Linked DNA regions of Rattus norvegicus: region 2 is linked to region 1. The links are chromatin contacts, called in public Hi-C maps. All regions are on one chromosome and are shown on one strand. The core of a region is the stretch at or near the end of the contact, and the rest is flanking DNA. Distances in the headings are between cores, read along the strand shown. Region 1 overlaps Cobl (cordon-bleu WH2 repeat protein). Region 2 has its middle 14 kb from the start of Trnar-ucu6.

Region 1 (3,144 bases), core at 269-2,768:
CACTTAGAGTCATTATATTTGTGTACGTGTATATTTTAAGAAGCAGTAGGTTTCACATGACTTTACTAAAATATCTTTAGTATTGTTCTCCATCCCTATATCCCCTCCTCTACCCTGCCCTTCCCGTTCCTCACCCTATTTATTCCTTCCTGTCCATTATTTCCCTCTAGCTTCTTACGATCCCTTTTGAAAAATCCTCTTAGCCCCCCGTGGAACGTCTGCGCACTGTTTCCTCTGAAAGCTCAAGGATCACAGTAGAAAAAGGAATAAAAGACTTTAAGAGGCAGAGGTATATACAGCTAAAAGAAAACTTTCCCAGACACAGTAGGACAGTTGCACATATGAACTCATAGTTGTTGTGACTGCATGCACAAAACCTGTGCAAGATCAACCCAGACATCAACCCAGACCACATCCCAGCACGGGGAGGATGGACGTGGCATGAAGTCCCACTCCTAGCTAAGGAGTTATGGGCAACTGCTGGGAGAGGGAGAATCAGTATTAAAGGCATAACCTCTGGTAGGGCAACTATACCCCAACAGAATGCCACAAATCTAAGACTGTACAGCCAATAGAAACTGTACTTGATGGGTTTAAAAATGACAAAAAGAAGACACAAATTGTGGTGGGTAAGGAAAGGGGAAGATTTGAGAGGTGTTAGGGGATGAGATGAATATGATCAAACAGCGTTGTATGAAATCCTCAAAGAATTAATAAAAAATGAAAAATTTCACTCCTTCCATTTTTTATTAATAATTCTATCTAGCAATTTGCTTATACATTTCTTGAAACTTGAACAGTCTGATTTCATGAGCTGGCACAGGCCGGTTTCACTGCATTGCCACCCAACCCTTTAAATCTCTTTCAAGTCAGGGACATGAAGGGCTAAAAATAATTAGCAAGGAGAATTAAGTTTCTAAATTTCCTTTTTCTTCGGGGGCTCTGCACAGACTGTGGCTTTCCTTACTTCTATTTTAAAGAGCATCCGATATTAGTTCTAGGTGGGGATAATAACGTCCAGGGTACAAAAATAACAAGCTGAAGATGTAGTCAGGGACAGACTCTCCCACAGTCAATAATTTCCTGCTGTTTTATGGAAAAGGCTATTCGCTCAGGATCCATTTCCTGTTTGCCTGGATGCTCTGCCTTTTCCCATGGCAGCAGGAGCAGCTGTGTAGCCAGCTCCCTTCCATGATCGGGAAAGAAACAAATCAATAGGAGAAAAGGGCGAGGGGCGTCTCTGTGCTTGCTCCTATCTCTACCCGGTGGCAGACTTTAAGGAGCTTGGCAATTAATAGGTTTGTTTTAAAAAGCAGACATATTTAATTGGGGGTGGGGTGGGGGACTGAATTTTAGAACAAGAGATTAGGTGACTTAGGAGCACTGACCCAAATTTAAGGGTGTCTGCCAAAAAAAAAAAAACACTGCCCCATCTCACAGGCTTCAGGCTCTCTGCTCAGGCTGTAGCTGTCACCCGCCAGCAGCCCTTTGTGAGCATTGGCTCCTAAAGTGCACTTAGATTGCACGCAGGCATCTGCAAACTGCCAGGGTGTGCTCCGAATCTCTCTGCTCTCAGCCTCTGTGCTGAGTCACTCGCCTGAAGTGTGAATTATTATTCTTAATTTTGCATCCGATCAAACTCAAATTACCAACTTTCAATTAAAAAATGCTAATCGTTTTCTCTGATCTTTCCGCCCCCACCCTCCCACCCCCCCAACCCCGGTTTATAATTTCCCTTAGCATGTTTTAGAATAGGGCTTCTATTCAAATTTAAAAGAGAATTCTACAAATGACCTTATCCAGAAGACCCAGAAGTGAATGCTAGAAATAACGCTACGGTGGTTGCCAAGGCTAAGAGAAAATGGCCTCATTTTTTTTTTCCAATGCTGTTATAATTCTTTGCCAGAACCCCTATAAACATATATCCTGAGAAAGACTTATTTCCCCAAATTATGTACAGAAAATGTGTTCAAACATGATAGTCAATGAATGATTTTTTTAAAAAACCGTAAAGCAATGCTTTAGCATGAGCTCCATGTGCTCTATCTGCAAATCCCCAGGGTCTTCTGAAATAAGTAACGGATGAGCCATTAATAGCCCAATTATGACTGTACTGTAAATCCTGAAAACAAACAGTTCAGTGCAACTCATGGGATGGTTCCACGAAAGTGATTCGTGAGAGCAGATTCTCGAATGCTGGCAGAATGGGAGCTGGTTAGAAAGCTATGAAGCAGAATCCAAATGCACACAGTGTTATTGGCTTAGGCATGCCCATGAAGCGCTTGCATGTGTAAGTAGATATCTAATGGGAAATAAGAAAGCTTAATTAATACGAATCAGATTAAAGAATGCAGAGCAGAGAGCTATTAGTCTCCTGCTCTTAAAAATCACGTTAAGAACCATTCACACGTAGTCATGTTGAGGACAAACTTGGTAACAGGAGGTTTGGGGGGGTGGGCTACGGAGCTCACTCATCATCTGTGGCATTCATTTTCTTCATCATCTATGGCATTCATCTGTGCAGAATCTGCAAGATTTTTGACCGCAAAGGAGCTGACTTCATGGCTCACAGAAACGAACCTTAACTCTAGGTAGGTATGCCAATGGCTGGCAAAGGGAAGAGCTTATTCTTCGGCCTAGGAAACTTCACATCTGCCTTCTGTTGGCTTTTTCAAAAGGCTGTGCTTTGATGCTAGTTAACTTACTTAGGAATATGAAAAAAAATGTTTCCTAAAGCGGGAAGTATTTTAAGTGACACCTAACGTTCTCAGGATTTGTGAGTTGGACACACTGTTCTAGAGTTATTCACCACATTTCAAGGACTCCATCCAACAAAAGAATAAAGAAGCAAGCAGAAAAGGGTATACTGAACTCCACTGGGATTTTCAATCTTTCTTAAGTAAAATGGCCACAGGTCTTTGTCAAAATGTTGGCTCAGTGAGGATATCCTGACTTTCGGTTAGGATGGGGTTGCTGACTTCTCTCTGGTTTCAAGCAGATCTCAGTGTAACGAAGCTGAATGCAAGAGTGGATTTTTTTTTTCTATAGCAAGCACAAGTTTAAAGATGAACAAAAACATAAGTAGGACGACAGCCTTAAACTACCTTAGGCATATACCAACTAGCTGCAATTCAGGTCAAGCAA
Region 2 (3,144 bases), core at 237-2,736, 230 kb after region 1:
AATAAAATAATAACAATCAAATAACAAGCTGCAAAGAACAAAAGGGTGACTGGGGATAACCCCAACAGCCTAACAGAATGGAGAGAGCCTGAAATTCAAAACTGAAGACAAGCAATAAGTGGGATGTTTTTGTTTTCACTACTCAATGATGAGTTATTGGACACTGATGACTGATATTCAGAGGATTTACATTCACTGAAAATCAGTGATTGCTGGGCTTAGGGTGCCAGGCATCCAGTGAGACAGAGTGTTTGCCTTGCTCAATCTCCATCCTCTCCAAAGTCACCCAGAAGCTCTCCTGCTCTCCTGGTGTTTCTTGCAGAAGCTTACTTCTCCGCTACTTAGTAATATACTTCCTACCCTGGCTGATGTCACTTCCTGGAACCTCATACCTTCATTTTCCTGGCTCACTTCTCTCTGTTTCTAAGCTTAGTCTGTGTGCCTACTAAATCGACCAATTGAAATAGACTACTGTCTGAATGGGATGCATTCAAAATGTGCCTAAACTGTGCTGGTAGAGAAATGCTTACCTGTGTTTTATGATGAGGCCATCCATCACCAGAAACACATTTATCAAAGCAAGGGTGTTAAACCACTTTTGGGTCACAGAAATGGGACTATTCTTTAGCTAAGAAGTGCTCTTAGGTTGCAGTAGCCAGTCTCCGTGGTATCAAGTCTGATGTATTAATGAGGGCACTTGGACCGGGTGAAGCCTACCTTGGGCTGAGTGAAGAGCAACTACTAATGTCTGCTGTGGGCACAGAACATATAGCCCCTGTTTTCATCTTCCCTTCAAATAAGTCTACAGATGCCTAGAACAGCATTTTCAAGTGTGGACTCAATAGGAGAGGCATAGTTGGTCTATGACAATACCAAAACTGAAGAAGATCTGTCTATATAACTGAGTGGTAAAGCATTTGTCCAGTATGTACAAGGCCCTGGCGCAATACCTAGCAATATGCACTCATGCACGCTCGCACTCGTGCATACACACACACACACACACACACACACACACACACACACACACACACACACACCAGAGAGAGGGGTAGGTCAGAATGGGGGACAATAAGCCCTTTATCAAACGTGAACCCTAGCCAAGGTCAGAGAAATGAAGATGATGGGCAGTCAGAGAGACAATGAACAGGGAAAGAAAGTCAAAAGGGATGCTGGGAATTGACAGCCTGAGGGACAGACACAGGACTATATGGTTTGCAAAGCGTCTGAAGCTGGAGCAGAGACTGCTGAGGTTATGTGGGAGGCCGTCTTTGAGGACACATTTTGGCTACATTAGCTCAGGTAGGCCTTGTGTACAGTCATGCCCAAGCCTCAAGGCCATCAAAATTTGCACCAACTTCTGAGGGTTTCTGAAGGGCAGCATGCTATCCATGTTATCCTGTGTGAGCGGCACCATGGAAACAGCATGGCTCGGGCGGGGGGTGGGGGGGCGTGGACAGCTGCACAGTTTGCTCCCCTGTGGTCCCCCCACCCCCTTTCGCAGCTTGGTTTCCAGGGCAGCTCTCTCCGGTGGGGTCGAGGTAGAGAAGGAAGGTGAGCCACGGAATGGCTGTTCTGCTTGGCTCTATCCCATCCTCTGAGAAAAGCTAGCAGGGTTCCCTACGCAGCTCCCTAGACTGCCTGAGCTTGAGTCAGTAAAAAGGCTTGCTGCAGAACCCTTTAGAAACAAATCTGTGGAAACCACTTCCATCTAGTGGTGACTGAGATAAAATACAGCAGACCGAGGGCAATGATTGCCTAAGAAAACCACAGACTGTAGTGTAGCAAGCAAGCCTTATTGCTTTCCCCCAAGCCCAAGGGTAAATCACCTTCTAGATCAGCAATTTGGCCCTGTAAGGAAAGCCATGTGCCTTTTTCGCCTGAAACGCAAAAACCTTGAGGGCTCTACAGCTTCTGGGACTCACTGGGTGGTCGAAATAGACACTTGCTGGACCTAAAGAGTAGCGACGTGTCTACTCTAATGTTTCCCTGAGAAGTTGAAGCTGTGCAAAGAGCGTCTAAATGGGTAGGGAAGAAAACGACACACGACTGAACAAATAGGTCACGGACAAGTAACTGTGTAGGACTCGGCAGTAAGTGGGGCCTAAATAATTTACTGAAATCTGTTCAGTACTCAATGATATGTTTCCATTTCTCAGTTTTTTCATTGCTTTGGGAAAGCCAGTATCTCATGCCTGTTTGGCAAAAGGACACAGGAATAATGTTTTGTGTTAATTTACTTACTTTGATTTCCCTAAAGGCAGCCAGGGGGAACTTCCCGGGCTTCTCATTCTAGTGCCAGGCAACAGTGTTTCCAACCAAGACTAGGACACAGAGGCAAAGGTCCAGCCTCACTGAGCAAGCATTCTTCAGGTTCTCTGCCGAGCATGCCTGTTGCTTCAGGCTTCATCTTTCTTCTTTCTCTATTTCTTTTTCTTTTCTTTCTTTCTTTTTTTGTTTGTTTGTTTGTTTGTTTGAGCTGGGGACCGAACCCAGGGCCTTGCAGTTGCTAGTTCTTCTTTCTCTAAAGGGAGACATTCTGTGCTCCTTGTTTTCCCCTATTTGTCTCTTAGATTACTTGCCAACATTTATTCATCCGTCTCCTGAACTCCCAACAGCCATTTGGGAGTCACTGAATGTTGGAGCCCAAAGGACATCTATTTAAATCCCTATCACAACACAACAATCAATCAATCAATCAATCAATCATCTTTGAGACTTTTGGACAAGAGGCACCCCAACTGGTTAATTGCTTTTGAGTATTATTTTGCATTGTCACAAGTGTCTTAGACTATTCATTTGTTGGCTTGCTCATACGCCTGTTTCTCCTTGTGATTATCCACTACTGTTCAATTTCGGCGTGGTGCAGCCTTCTTTGCCTAATCTGAATGGAAGGAATGCCTCTGTTCACTCCGTCTCACAATTCTTTGTTTCTATTTTAGTATATTTAGCATTTACTCATATCCAGTTACTTAATTTAGCTTTGAAGACCCATTTTGTTCATTCTTTAAACCAAATTCTATTAAGCGAAAAGCACCCTACACCTCTCTACTTCTATTGCCATAGCAAAATGCCCAAGACTAGATAATTGACAGGAAATAAAACTTTACTTCAAATCCAAGTTTTGACTCCAATATCAAGTTA

Evidence for each region. Hi-C and Micro-C count contacts between places; a contact is called where the count stands out from the background.
Region 2: a contact with region 1 is called in a Hi-C map of Schwann cells, with 8 times the contacts expected there. The contact joins two enhancer-like sites. A contact is called at or near these places in 8 of 12 Hi-C or Micro-C datasets (the A7r5 cell line, Schwann cells, frontal cortex and 5 more).

What each region holds. Positions count from the first base shown.
Region 1 is chr14:91,107,778-91,110,921 of GRCr8, forward strand. The region is part of intron 9 of Cobl (cordon-bleu WH2 repeat protein); the gene reads right to left. Among named protein-coding and RNA genes, the nearest start is that of Cobl, 160 kb to the right of the region's middle. Within about 2 kb of position 1,519, at least 21 of the 93 cell types and tissues checked have an H3K27ac peak or open chromatin away from gene starts, as enhancers often do.
Region 2 is chr14:91,336,390-91,339,533 of GRCr8, forward strand. No RefSeq gene overlaps it. Among named protein-coding and RNA genes, the nearest start is that of Trnar-ucu6, 14 kb to the right of the region's middle. Within about 2 kb of position 1,487, at least 17 of the 93 cell types and tissues checked have an H3K27ac peak or open chromatin away from gene starts, as enhancers often do.